2 separate regions of the Ovis aries genome follow, and region 2 is linked to region 1. A link is a contact called in public Hi-C data. All regions are on one chromosome and are shown on one strand. The core of a region is the stretch at or near the end of the contact, and the rest is flanking DNA. Distances in the headings are between cores, read along the strand shown.

Evidence for each region. Hi-C and Micro-C count contacts between places; a contact is called where the count stands out from the background.
Region 2: a contact with region 1 is called in a Hi-C map of tail adipose tissue, with 5 times the contacts expected there. The contact joins the enhancer-like site here to the promoter of TPM1 in region 1. A contact is called at or near these places in 4 of 16 Hi-C or Micro-C datasets (liver, mixed tissues, muscle and 1 more).

What each region holds. Positions count from the first base shown.
Region 1 is chr7:45,203,396-45,210,853 of ARS-UI_Ramb_v3.0, forward strand. TPM1 (tropomyosin 1) reads right to left here and starts at 4,690. Exons shown (of 9, transcript NM_001126351.1): 1 at 4,577-4,690; 2 at 3,372-3,497. The coding sequence starts at 4,690. It overlaps LOC132660183 (a long non-coding RNA gene), which reads left to right and starts at 4,220. Exons shown (of 2, transcript XR_009601486.1): 1 at 4,220-4,383.
Region 2 is chr7:45,414,826-45,422,283 of ARS-UI_Ramb_v3.0, forward strand. No RefSeq gene overlaps it. Among named protein-coding and RNA genes, the nearest start is that of TRNAG-CCC, 150 kb to the left of the region's middle. Within about 2 kb of position 3,871, at least 3 of the 54 cell types and tissues checked have an H3K27ac peak or open chromatin away from gene starts, as enhancers often do.

The DNA of each region.
Region 1 (7,458 bases), core at 3,440-5,939:
TTTGCCTGAGAAATCCCATGGACGGAGGAGCCTGGCAGGCTACAGTCCATGAGGCTGCCAAGAGTCAGACACTAACCTAGTGACTACACAACAACAATAAATACAGACAAGATACTGAACATTTTCTTTACCCCAAGGATCCCTCAAATTGCCTTTTTGATGTCATGTTCACTTATCCCCTGCCTCATCCCTTATATAAGCCCTGGTGTCTCCTATTTTTCTTCTCTATAATTTTATAATTGGTAGAATGTTATATAAATGCAACAATACAGTATGTAGCCTTCGAGAAGTAAAAAAAAAAGCACACCAAGGAAGCCAACAGAACCCTAGGAGAGCGTCTGGCTGCAGCTGGATGAAAACCAAAGTGGACACAATCTCTGGAAAAGAGTCTCGGTCCATACTCCCCTTGGGCTATGCTTTTAAATGTCTTCTAAGTCTCACGGCTTTCTTTCCTCACCTTTCTCACAGAAGGCCCTTCAAATCAGTTCCAATGTGTTTAAGTGTGGGAATAATGAAGAGAAAGAAAACACAGTTGACAATCCCCTTCTCCTTGAAAGCCCTTAACAACTGAACTTGCTTTCTTGATTCATTTGCTAAGGACATTATCACAGTCTCTGTTGAGACTCACAAGTCCCAGCATGGGCCCTCGCATCCTGTAGGTGGAGCCTCTTGCTTTGTTTCCACAGTTTGTCTAGTCAGGAGGGTGGTCACAACTGCTTCCCTAAGGGTACAGACGGTAGGTCTCCAACTTTGAGGGTGGGAGAGGGGGCATCTGGGAACCTTCAGGAGCCCTGGAAAATGCTGGACACGTGCACATGCTCCAAGCAGCCAACTAGTGACTTAATGTCTTGCTTTTCAAACACCTGGGAAAGTCAGTTTCAGGTGAGTTCACTTTCATGCTGATGTCATTATACAAAAGAGTTTAGGACAGTTGTTCTCAGCCTTGGCTGCACATTGGAATCACCTCAATCCCAGTGATTCTAATTGGCCTATGGGGCAGCCTGGATTTTAAGTTTTTAAACCATCCATGTTTAGTTAAGGTTGAGAATCACTGATTTAGGAAGAAAAGACCTACAGGGAATAAAGACTCACATATTGCAGATGTCATAGACATCACAGTTACTGGGGGATGGGTTTGAGGCCAAAGAAAATGGAGCCCTTGATCCCCTCCAGCCTCACTTAGGTGGAGAGACCACAAGAAAGTAGAAAACAAAGCCATCAGAGGTTTGACGGTGCAAACTACAACCTTTCAAGCTGGGAAGAGCCCATTTCTGGAATAGGATTTGTAAATTGCTTGGTAAAAAATCAGTGGAAAATTTGGTAGAAAAGTGTTTTTAGCAGTAGAAAAATGTAAAAATCTTTTACACTGGTGAGTAATGACAATCCAATGCCCTAGTCCCAAAGGTAACATGATTCAACCTCAGGAAGTTGACCTCTCTCCTACCTCCTCCTTCCCTTTGTGACATCTGTCTCTTCCTCCTCAGGTCTTGACTATTTTTACTAGTTAGGAATCACTCTAAATAAAGCATTTCTTCACGAATGTCTTCTACATCCCTACAGGTTGCAAACAACCCTAAAAGGGGAAGATAATCAATATGCTACCCCCCCCCTCAAAAAAAAGTGTACCATATTAGAGACAGTTTTCCAGTGGGAGGGGGAAAACAGTTTCAGAAACCTCCCCCTCCTCCTGGCTCCACCCACTCCCCCCTCCAACTAGCTTTAAATACCCTCTTTGCTACTTCTGCCTCATCTCATTCCAAAGCTCCCTTAAACAAGATTTTTCAATAAAGACATGATAGCACCACATAGTTACACAATAATTATGATTTTTTCCCCCTTAAGAATTGTAGTAGCTTTTTTCTCCTCTTGCTTTCAGTCTTACTGGGCTATTTTCAAATTCTCTGCATTCTTTTCCTTATAAGGAATATCTCTCCTTGATCTATCAGCGGCTCTTTTGAAAAAGCTAAATAAACGTCCTGCTGGAGAATCTGGGGGAGACAGGCATCCTCCACTTAACCATATACGGAGCAGACATCTGATCTACATTATACAAAACTGGTGCAGAGTTATATGTGTTTTTTGGCTCTTTTTCTAAAGCCAGGTAGTTTGTGACTTAAATATTTTAGCTAAATCAGTGCTTCCTTGAACCTCCTCTCCAGGGACCTTCCTCTTCACTGAAACTTTTTATTTTTGTCAGATTCTAAATGTCCTGTGTCTGGATCTCTCATTTACAAAGCACCCTTGGAGATTACATTTCACACCTTTCACATCACAGAAAGCCTTTACTGATTTCAAAACCCAGACCCTCCATCAATGTACACTTTACTCCCATACAAAAAAATTCTGCCGTTGCACTTCGTCGTTCAACTTTCTGGGCATAGCTTTCCCTGGTGCTCATACATTCTTGAAATTGTTGCTCACTTCCCTAGGAATTTTTGCCTAATTGGGCCTCTAGGCTTAATTAGCTTCCAGAATGGTGTGAAAAAGAAGTCATTCCTTTGGAAATCTAATGCCTGTCTTGACTTATGCAGCAGAAGAGGCAAGCTCTTCAGCTAGAAGAGATTTCAGAGGGCAGTGGACAAAATACTGGCAGAGCTTTTGTGGTGTATGCATCATCCTCGAGACTATGTGGTGGCTGTCGGAGGCTGGCAGGTCGGGGCGGGGCGAGCAGGGGAACCAGGGGCAGCTAGCACACTATACCATATAAAGCACTGAGCTATATATAACTCCCAGCTTACTTTCTGGATCTAGTGCCCTCAGAGTGCAGACTCAAGCAAGTATCATCTTCCCAGGCAGATCTGAAGGGCTGGATTAAGACTTCCCTGGTAAGGAGGCCTCAAGGGTTTCTGAGGCCCACCATCAAGCTTAACCTTCTCAGAATAAGTAGCACGCGCTATGTCATTCTTTCAATACAGAGGCCAGGTCCTCTGAATCCTGACTAGATTGGTCACTGAAAACCAGGCCTTCCCACCCACCAGAGATGGCAAAAAGAAAACGGAGAAAACTAGGCATTCTATTTGCACAAACCTTGGTGATGACACCTCAGAGGTTTTCTGCCACCACAGGGAAGGGTTCACTTCCAGAGTCCAATTTCAGTTGCCGTGTTCTCCCAGATTCTCACCACCCCCACCCCCTCCAACCCCAGGGGTGAAGAAAGAAGGAGAAAAAAGAGAGAGGAATGGATGAAATAAAAATGAACTGTGCAGTAGCAGTTGAGGGCAGCGTCCAGTGCTCTGGGCCATGGCAGGCTGTGCGCACGTGTCCAGCTGAGAGGAGGTGACCCTCCTCCATGGTTTTCCGGCCCCTGTGATGACCCCCAGAGCAGGCCCCAAGGGCAGGAGGTGAGGGGGGCAGTGTGTGCGTGCACTTACGTCGGTGGCCTTTTTCTCCGCCAGCTCCAGCTTCTCCTGGGCATCTTTGAGAGCCTCGGAGTATTTGTCCAGTTCATCTTCGGTGGCCTTGAGTTTCTTTTGCAGCGACACCAGCTCATCTTCCAGCTGGGAGTTGGCCGTGGGGGACGGGGACGGGACGGGGTGGGGGGTGCGGCAGGCAGCGTGATCCCGCAAGGGAGGGTTGTGGGTGCACAGAGCCAGAAGGACAGGGACAGCGGGAGAGAGAAAGGGAAAGACAGGGAGGGAGAGAGAGAGAGACAGAGTTAGCCATTCGTGCGCCGCGCCGCGCGCGCCCGGGGTACCTTGGCGGCGGTTTCGTCGGCGGCCAGGAGGCTGTCCTCTGCCTTGTGCAGCTCCTCCAGCACCCGGTCCCGCTCGTCCTCCGACACCCGCAGCAGCTTCTCCTTGGCCGCTATGTCCTCCTCGAGCTGGGGGGCGGCGGCGGGCGGGCGCGGGCGGCCGGCACGGACCGGGTGTTAGACACACACACACAACACGGGCACCGGGTTGGCTGGGGCCCTTCAGCTTTGGGGCGCCACCGAGTTGGGGTTCAAGGGTCCCTAGGTAACCTCCTCTTGTCCCGAGGCTACTTCATACCCCCCACCGCTCCCGGGGACGACACTCCTACCGAGGTCTCAGCGGGCTCAAGGCCACAACTTGGCGTTGCAGAATAAATGGATGGCCCCCGATTCCGCGCCCGCCATACACTCTCTTCTGTCCCATCTTTGTTTTAACCAAAAAAAAAAAACCTCCGTGACTGTCGTTCCCCCCTCCCTGACTTCCTCCCTCCCCCAGTTGAAGGTTTTATCTCCCCCGGTCAAAAGTCCAGAAGAACTTCGAACACTTTCTGGACTTGATTCCCTTCAACCCTCCTCCTCTCCCCCACCCCCAGATCCAAAATTGTTTTCTGATCCTCAGAACCAAGTGCCTCTAGCACTTGATGGGACTTGACGGTCTCCGGCAACCGGAGAAGGGAAATAAGCGTCCCCAGGTAAGAGAAAAAGTTAGAATAAGCCAGTCCTGCTCTTCCCCTCCCGCTTCTCAGGCGCCCTGGAGTGGGGGTGGCTCCCGGAGTCCTCGGGGTGAGGGGCCAGGAAGGGGTGCTAGGCCGGGTCCCGGGGCTCCGGGCCCCAGGGCGGGCGGGGCGCGGGCGACCCCCGGGCGCACGGTTGGGAGGCGCAGACCTGCTTGCTCCTGTCCTCCGCTGCCTTCTTATCGGCCTCCGCCTGCTCCGCTCGATCCAAGGCGTTCTCCTTGTCGAGCTTGAGCATCTGCATCTTCTTCTTGATGGCGTCCATGGTGGCGGCGGCGAGGGGCCCTGGGGCTGCGGCGGGAGCAGGGAGGCGAGCGCGCGGTGAAGCGGCGGAGCCGGAGTGCGAGCGCCGAGCCGCCTGCTGCTCCCAGATATGTACTTTCCCAAGGGGGCGACCGCATTCCTCAAGACAGCCAATACTTTTTTGGAAGAGCTTTTTTCTCCTGCCCCCTTTCCCCCTTCTCCTCCCTCCGCCCCCCGCGCCCTCCCCGCTGCTCCCGCGGGGGCTGCTCGCCCATTCGCTGCCGCCTGCCGGCCTCCCAGTTGACGGTGGATATGACTATATATGGGGACCCGAGCAGCCAGCCGAGGCAGCCGCCGGGCGAGGCCTCCAGTTTTCCAAACCTGCACGCCAGGGAGAGGGCACTGGGGCCTCTCCCGGACCGGGGGCCCGGGTACTTCCCTCCGCCCTCTGCGCCCCCTCCTCCCGGGGTTCACGCTCCGGCTCTAGGGTCCCCAGCCGAGCCGTCCTAAGTCACAGGAGGCCTGAGGAGCGAGCCGGGCAGGTAGAGGATGCGCGTCGCTTTCTGGGCCGCCAGACCCAGCGGCTCGCTAAGCATCAGGACCTGGGGTCCCCGCAGCCACCGCGATGGTGTCCAGGCCCATGCGCTCCCGGCGCCCGCCCTGCCTACAGGGTGTCAGCACGGGCTGGCTTTCATGTTCTGGAAACTCAACTGGAGCAGAGAAAGAACAAGTTGGAGGGAGACCTGGGGTGCTGTATATGTCTGCTGGTGCGGGCCAGAACGTCTGCAAATCTGTCTTATGCGGTTCTCTGTCCCCCAGGGGAAAGACAGTTGTATACCTTAGGAGGGACATAGGACTCGGTTCTGTGTGTGCCTGTGTGTGGTACTTCCCCAAAGGGTGGGGTGTGTTTGTTGGTGTGTGGGTGGGAGCTTGCGAGTTTAACGGGAAAGGCTATTGAGTTTAGAGTCAGGCAACTTAGTTTTTTGGTCTCTCTCACCAGCAGCTCTGACAAGCGAGTTGACAAGCTCTAACAACTTGACAAGCCAGTTGGCCTCTGTGCTACATCTTTAAACCTGAGGATGAGGGGTAGATGATCCCTATGATGCCACCAGATCTAACTTTTAATCATTTTCCTTGCACTGAGTTTAGCGAGTTGGCCTCTTTCCATGTTAGGCACTCAGGTACTAGGTTACTAAAACACAGGGATAAATGTTATCCCAGCCAAGTCATTGTATCCACAGCTATAACTCTGAGGAGGGAACAGGCCCTGCTCTGTACAGCAAGCTTTGCTCAGAGGTAGGAGGGTTTCCTCCTATAACTCTTACTCCTCCCAGTCCCCATGGGGAAAAGCCTGCTCTTTTCAGACTTTCGATGGGAAGGGAAGAAAGGGCTGTTCCCAAACCCTGCTTGATACTGGCTGAGGCAGAGCTGGTGAGGGTCTTGTTGGGTCTTGTTAACAGTCCCCACAGAATAATTCACAACCTGTCCTACATGGATACTGAATATTCCCTGGACGGTATCTGAGCAGATCAGGCAGGTCAAACATCTTGTAAGTCCTTCAGAGAATGATCAAGTTCCTCCCAGGATTTTATCAGGTTTCTTCCACTGACCCAACTGCCCAGGAGGGGGGAAAAAATATACCCTGACCTAATGGTGAGAACACTAGATTTGTGTGCACAGGCACTGCATGGTATAGAAATTCACCAGGACCCTTTAATCGCCACATGTGAACCCAGCCACTGGAACACTGACAGAGTTCAAGGCCTCTGGGTCATATACAGATGTGTGGACCCCAGGGAGCTGACTTCCCAGCTTGGAGCTCAGCATAAGGTTTATGCGTAGGGACCCCAGAGTTAGACCCTGGAATCCAAACTTGGCCTGGCTACCTCCTTGCAAGATGGCCTTAACCACATTATAATCTCTTTAAGCTTCAGTTTTCTGTTCTGTAAGGTAGGTATACAAATTCTTCCCTCTTAGGGTTGTTACAAGAATGAAAATGAGATAAAGAATGAAAAGCGTTTTGTCTAGCACATAGCAAAGTACTCAGTAAATTGTGGCTGCTCGGGTGGCAGAGGGCAAGTCATCTCTTGTCTCTCGGCCTCAGTTTTCTCATTTATAAAATGAGGCAACTGAACTAGAGAAACTCCTGGAGGGACCATGTATTGTGAATTTTCTCTGCTGTGCCAAACATAGAGAAACATGCTAAAGTTTCCTTAAGTGAACTAGTGTTATAGACCATCTATTCAAACACACCACTGGTGAGCACCTGTTGTATACAAGGCAGGCACTAGGCTCCAGGATCCCCAATTAAGTAAGATACATCCATGTCTTCCAGGTGTTCAGCATGAACAGTGGAGAAAGAAGTAGAAATGACCAGATCAGAGACAGACAGATAAAACTATTCTGACAGACAGATAAAAACTATTCTGAAAAGTGGTGGTTTTTAAACTGATTTTAGAGGAAGGATAGCAATTAGATAGAGAGGAGGGTATTGTATGAGCCAAGGGTAGAAAGAGAATATTTGATGGTGGTTGGACAGTAGGTTTACTTGGGGATGAACTGGGAGGTGAGACTGGAAAGGTAGATAGGAGGGGTGTATGGCGAAGGGGCTTGAATTTAGGGACTCAGATATTCAGGCCTGATTCTTTAAGTTTAAACCATTCATTTTTTCTTCCCCTCCCTGCCTCTAGAAGTCAAAGACTATGGTGTCCAGTATGCGAGCTGCACAAAGCCAATTTAAAAAATTCCTTGGTACCATATCACTAATCCCTAGACTGATGGGTTAACATA
Region 2 (7,458 bases), core at 2,621-5,120, 210 kb after region 1:
ACTGGAGTGGGTTGCCATTTCCTTCTCCACATATACACGCTACCACGTGTAAAACGGGTAACTAGCGGGAAGCAGCTTCACAGCACATGGAGCTCAGCTCTGTGCTCCGTGATGACCTAGAGGGGACTGATGGAGGGGTGGGGGGAGGCTCCAGTGGGAGGGGATGTATGTATCCATGCAACTGATTCACTTTGTTGTGCAGCAGAAATTACCACATTGTAAAGCAATTATACTCCAATAAAAAACAGGGCTGAGCAGAGATCACAAGACTGCTGCTGTAGGCTGCTTGGGCTGCTGAACAAAGCGGCGCAGACTAAGGGGCTTCGAGCAGAAGTATACTGTCTCACAGTTCTGGAGGCTAGAATTTCAAGACCAAGGTTCAGTAGAGTTGGTCCCTACTGAGGGCGGGGAGGGAAGCATCTGTTCCGGGTCTCCTTCCTTGGCTTGTAGGTGGCTGTCTTCCCTCTATGTGTCCCTGTGGCCACATTCCCTCTTTTTACAGTAACACCAGTCATGTTGGATTAGGGACCACCCTCATGACCTCACTGTAACTTGACTCATTCTATAAAGACTCCATTTCCAAATAAGGTCATATTCTGAAGTACCGGGGGTGGGTGTTGAGACTTCAACATATGAATTTGGGGGAACATAATTCCACTCATAACAGGCTCATGATAAAGTGTGATGGTGTCATGATCTCAATATGAAAGTACTCTGCACAGACATAAACTCAGACACAGCACATGAAGTCAACCAGGTGTTCATTTCTGGGTGATCACACTTAAGTTGATTTTTGATTATCATGCCTCTTCATAGTTCCACATTTTTTAACTTGAAAATATATTCATGTATAACTGGGTGAATACTCTGACAAATAAACATTAGTGGGGGAGGAGAGAAGAGTAAAAACTGCCAAGTTACGACTGCCTGCGCCCAGATACTGGCTCTGTCACTTTGTGGCTGTGTATCCTTGGGTCAGATAACTAAGTTCTATGTGCCTTTGTGTCCTCATCCAGAAAATGGGAACAGTAAGTAATACATAATAGAGCTATATGAAGATTCCATAAGTTAATATGCATAAGGTTCTTTCAACAGAAATGACAAAAACATAAGCTGTTATTCATTGCACTATTTTTGAGCTCTTGCTTGTACTACACTAGGTGCCAAAGACAGACAAGTATACAGATAGTATCATGATGGTTAATACAAACTAAAGCCTTTCTAGGCCTTTATGTCGTAGAGCATTTAATTCTCACCATAATTCTCTGATGCAGTTCCCATTTCTAGTTCTCTCTTCTAAGTGGGAAAACCAAAGCACAAGGAATATTAAGCCACAGAGCAGGACCTGAACAGACAGCCTGGTTTTTAAGCACTTTGTTGCCACTCCCCAAATGCTTGCTATAATGGGCTATAGGAGGCCTAAGGTGACGGAAGTCTGTCCCAGGCATTACAATTCACGCCACGTAAGCTATTTAGGAGGAAGGGACACTAAACACTTAAAAGGCAGTATTTCAATACCAGGACCTGCCAGCGTGGCTCCTACCATATGCAAGGATGCTTTACCCACAGACGCACAGCTGGAGCTTGGGGTCTGCTGGCTTCACGTGGATCCTCCTGCCTTGATTTTCCTTTCATTAATACAATGATACTAACATCGTTTGTGTCAAGATCCATGTCCACCCTCTTATTTTACTCTCAAAAGAAGCCTGTGACTCGAGAGAACGAAAGCTCAGAGGGGTTTTCACAACCTGCCCAAGATGACACAGAGGAGGGCATAGAGCTGTCACGAGTCAGGTCTCCTGACTCCTGGCCCACAGCTGCTCTTTCACTGGGCCCCGCAGCCTCCGCAGGAGAGTGTGGGCACAGAGGGCTTCTCCCCTGGACAGAGGAGTGCTCACGTGGCCAGGGAGCCTCTCCCCTGCCCCACCTGCTCTCAGAGGGCAGGGTCCTCTGCTCCCTAGCAGAGGACACAGTGCCTGGTGTTAATATTCACACATTAATGGGGGGATGGGGCTAGAAGGGACCTGGAGATAGCCTTCGTGTGTGAGTTCTTAAAGCACCAGACCCCTTTTCCAAGTGGAAATACACATGGAAACCCAACACAAAAGCAGATAAAAGCAGCTCCATCGAAGCAGGTACAGGGTCCTGATTTTCAGTGTCCCCTTCCCACATTCCTGCAGGAGAGGCTCCTGGGAACCTTCTGAAAACCCTGGGCTCCAAGAAAATTTAGTGTGAAAACCACTAATCTAGGGATTTCCCTGGTGGTTCAGTGACTAAAACTCTGTGTTCCAACGGAGGGGGCTTGGGTTCGATCCTTGGTCAGGGAGTCAGATCCCACATGCCAGTTAAAGATCCCACATGCCCACAAAGAAAAATGAAGATCTACAGCTAAGACCTGGCACAGCCAAATTAAAAAAAAATTTTTTAAAAGAAAACTGCCAATCTAGCCCAACTGCACCCCCTTTCCCACCTCTGATCACTTGGAAGGCTGAGATTTACTGAGGGGAGGTGAGTTACACATGGACCCAAGAGCCAGGATACGAAGACAGGTCCCCTGACCCCATTCCACTTCCCAGCACTCCAGTTTCCTAGCTACACAGCCAGAGTTCAGTGTGTTCACACAGAGGGGATGCAGGCACGGAGGATGGAGTTTCTTTGTTTTGGTTTTTCAATGATGAGAAAAACCGTGGGCTTCTTGATTTGAAAAGGCCACTTGCCCTGGAATCAGACGGAACTGGGTCGGAATGCCATTTCTACCCTTTAGCAGATAAAGATATTGCACCTCAGCATCTTTATCTATCAAACGGAGCCAATACAACTCATGCTGCAGAATTATTGAGTGGTAATGAGGCAGTGGATGTGATCTGGCCCAGCAACGGCTGGCACAAGGGTTCTGAAGAAACATTTACTGCTTCCATTTAGGAACTAAAGAGTTGGTATTCAAAAAGCACAGACTCCATCTGTGAGAACTGAAGAACTGTCAGTAAAGAAACAGTCAAAATTACAGAAATAATGAACAAAACCCAATATGCTAAAATCCAGATTTGCAAACCAAATAAAGGTAAATGATTCTCCTTGCAGAAGGATTCTCCTATTTCTAAAACAAAATGAACAAAACTCCAAAACATGCACAGGAATTCCCTTTAAATTATGAAGTAGTAATTTTACTTATCCAGTCTTCAGGAATGTATTTATCACATAAAAGCAAATTCATGACAACTTGGACAGCGGTTCCTGCTCAGAACTGCCCAGGGTCTGAATTCCCATAAAGGGAGGAGGAATTTGCTTCTTAAATAGAGTTAACCATAAGCCTTTGAGATTAAAAAAAAAAAAAAAAAATGCCCCTTGGATATTCTCAGCATAAATGTTTTGATCTCACGGTCACAAAGAAAATGCCATAAAGGGAAGTGTTTCAATAAGACCACAGGAGTGTAATTCACAGGAGGAATCTTCTTATTGGAGGTTCATTGCACGTTTCTCTTTATCAAAACTGTTGCTTAGCTCAGTGGCCTTGAGCCAGCTAGGTGACCTCTCTGAGCCTCAGTCTCTGAGTCTGTGATCAGGGCTTGGAGAGGGGGGCTAGTCTACATGTCAGACAACAGGCCTGCATTAGGCTTTGCCCTGAAAGGCCAGCTTTCTTCCCTGAGGCGGTCACAGCAGGCGATCTGGCCACCACTACTGTTGCCATTTCTGTGCTCTCAGTAAAACACTTGTTATCGATTTTGACATGAAACAGTCTTCTGAGCTGATACCCGGAGCTGGAGTTGGCCCACAGTGGACTGGGGCAAGGCTTTGCTTTGAAGGACACCAGGCTTAGCTGGATGTGGATGGGAATGAGGCCAGCAGAGGCACCATGCTGTTTGCGTGGACAACAGCTTTCAGCCCACCTGGAGCAGACGTCTGTGTACCGGTGAGTGGGTGACTCCTGCAGGGCAGAGTTCTCATCCTTGGCTGCAGGTCAGACTCAACAAGGAAGCCTTTAAAAAAATACTGATGCTCAGAACCCACCTCGGACAAACTGAATCTGAGTCCTCGGGGTGTTGTCACGTAGCCCTGCTGATTCCAGGCCATCATCATGGAACCAAATTCCCCTTTTGTGACCCTCCTTGGCTCAGGGGAGTCCAAACCACTGCCAGGTTTAGGCAGTAGCAGAAGCCTCCTGCCACATTCCTTGGACATGCTGGGACTTTTTCATTGTATTTCAGCCTCATAAACACTTGTGCCTGGCAAGATAGTAGATGAGCAGCCAGTATTTTGCAAAAAAATTTTAACAAGGACATTCAGGCTCAGGGAGATAGGGAAGCTTGCCTAAACTCACATGGTTGCAAAATGAAGAAAACAGGATTCGGGGGCAGTTTGCTTGCCTCTGAAGCTAGTCACACCTGGGTTGGCAAATTGTAGACTGTGGGCCAAATTCAGCTTGCTGTTTACTTTTATGCAGTCGGGGAGCCCAAAAATGGCCTTTACGTTTTGAAAAGACAAAAATAAAAACAAAGGCGATGCAACAACAGAGACTATGTGTGGCCTGCCAAGCCTAAATATCCACCATCTGGCCCCCTGGTAGAAGCTTGCCAGCCCCTGGTTAAGACAGTGACAGACGCCTGCTTGTGAGCTCACGCTGGGATGGCTGAGGAGATGACCCTCGATGAGGTGTCCCTCCAAAGCTTCACTGTCACAAGCAGCCTTCACAGCGGTTCTGACCCTTATATGACTAAGGCCTTCAAAGGCTCTTGCAATCCTTGTTCTCCTAGCTCGGCATGAAGGTGGTGTCCAGTCGTTTGGATGCACCAGAGTTTGCCAGAGCATCCCAGAGAGTTAAGGGCTTTGCAGTGTAGCCTGCTTTTTATCAAAGGCTTCACGTGCTGGGGCTGAGCCCAGTGGCTGGTCCACCATAAATCAAAAGCCAGAGCAATTTATTCACTCATTTGATCCTCGCAAAAATTCTGTGAGATGGAAGAGAGGGTACTGTTACCCTAACTTGAAAAAGATGATGGAACTATGGCTCAGGGAGTATAGAGGTGAATATGTACACCAAGTGGTGGGCCACGGTTTGAACCTGGTAGTCTTCTAATGTGAATTATCATGCTCTTCTAGGTTACAACAGCCTTGGGGGTGGGGGGCGGTGGTCATCAGCTCAAGTATCCAAAACTTGGGAGTTAGGAAAAACAAAAACTGCATGGAGACACACTAGAGGCTTATTGAGTTTTCTAGGGATATATTCCTTTGTTTTGACCTTCTATTTACCAGTTGACTGAAGCACTGGATTACTTCAAACGGATGTGAAATCGTAGGAGACTGACAGCACTGATAGCTAATTCTTGTCTTACAGAGGCGCCATGATTTTGTCCAGAAGAATAGATTACAAACCAATGGTTATAGTTTCACTGCCTTATAAAATAATTAATTTAACAATAATAGCCCACATACTTTATTCCAGCAATGATTAATAATTTTCTTTTTGAATGAAACTTGCCATTCTGCTGGTTCCTTCATGAATGAGTTCAATAAATCCTTGATGTATGTTGACTCTATATTTATATAAGATTCATGCTTTTTAGCTTTTATTTTACAATTGTATTTTGACACCCTCATTCATGGATACAAGTAGAGACCTCCAATATCAGATCTACCAAGATGCAGTGGTCACGCTGGGCGTTGGAAGAGTCTTCTCTCTGGGTGTATTCACCTACCGAGAAGGCAGAAAACCTTGGGGAAGGTTTGTTTTGAAAACAAAGCTGTTCCAAGAAGTCAATGTTTCCAGGAGCATTCAGGTAGAGCCAGAACCCAAATCCCATGACTCCCAGGCCATATTCTGTCCCCTACACAAAGCCCAGGAGCCAGACACTGAATCTGTGTTATAAACAGCTCAGCCTCCTGCCTGTCTTATTCTCCCTATAACTTTCCTTCCCAAGGAAGCTTCTTTCTCCTGCTGCTACTCCTGCTTCTGTATTTCAACTTGACTTCCACTGGGGGACCAGAGGAAAAAGCCAGAGCCTGAGCAAACACCACCAGGTAGACGATGGCACCACGCAGTCCCAGGTGCAGGAATAGAGGCCGAACTGTCTCGCTCCCTCCCTCTAATTTCCACTCCCCTGGGGTCCTCAGCTCTATGCTTGTGCTTCCAGACAAAATAGTTCAGGATTCCCTTGCCAAATGATGAACAGAAAAAACAAACCCACGCCATACCACATAACCCTGCATACCAGACATTCCTCAGATGGTTTGCTTTGTAGGTGATCGGCCACAGACGGCACCACCTTACCAGTGGCAGATGTCTGAGAGCAGGCATGGAGACTGGGGGTGGAGGAAGTGGAGGACCTGTGCTCCTGGTGCTCATCCCAGAGTCGAGAAATGGGACTGAGACCTCTGCTCTTCACATGCACATCCATTATTACTTCCCATTCTCACTGAGCCAGCCATAAGCTGGAGTCCAGGCATGGCCAACATCACCGTTTAGAGGTGAGTCCCAGGTTAAGAGTCTTTCAAATATTTACTGAAGACCTACCATGAGTCTAGCGCCATATTAGGCTCACAGGAGAGTACCTGATTTAATGCTTGAAAATGGAAGAGATGGGATTTTCTTGGGACACATTCTCAAGATTGCATTTATGTAGGCATGAGGCAAAAAGAAAACTTATTGAATGCCTGCTCTGTGACCAGATGCTTGCTGGCCTTTCCCCACGTGACTGCTGCCTGGGATCGATTACACTGTGTTGGCAACTCAGGCTGGCTTAAATATGGCAGGAATGTATGTGGTTAGGGACTGGGATGTATGAAAGAATTAGTTAGACATGTTGATCAACAATGTCACCAGATACTCAGATTCTTTGATTATCTTTGCCATCCTTGGTGAAGGCTCCATCCCGAGGCTGGTTTTACTTGTGGTCAGAAGAGGCTTCTTGATCCAACACTGATGCGGGGTAGGGAGGCTGATGCCCCAGCAGACACTTCTTCCCAGTTCCTTGGCCAAATCAGGTTTTAGTTCATCAGAGAACCAATCACCATTGGGAGGAATGGTGCTGTCGTGTTGTAAGAAGGGAGAGCCCTTCCGGGGTCTGAGAGTGGGCTCTCATCTAACACTCAAAAATGAACTGTCCAAAGAGACACATGTGCTGACAAAGTAAGAGGCTTTATTGGGAAGGGGTGCCTGGGTGGAGAGCAGCAGGGTAAGGGAACCCAGGAGAACGTCTCTGCCACATGGCCCTTGAGTTTTATGGTAATGGGGTTAGTTTCCGGCTTGTCTCTGGCCAGTTACTATGACTCAGGGTTCTTCCTAGTGGCTGGCGCATCGCTCAGCCAAGATGGATTCCAATGAGAAGGCTTCTGGGAGGTTGGCAGGACAAATAGGCTGGAGTCTTCTTTCTCCTTTTGACCTTTCCTGTATTCTTCCCGTTGGTGGTAGCTTGGTAGTTATGCATTCCTCACCAAGACTTCCCGATGTGACATAACTCATGCATA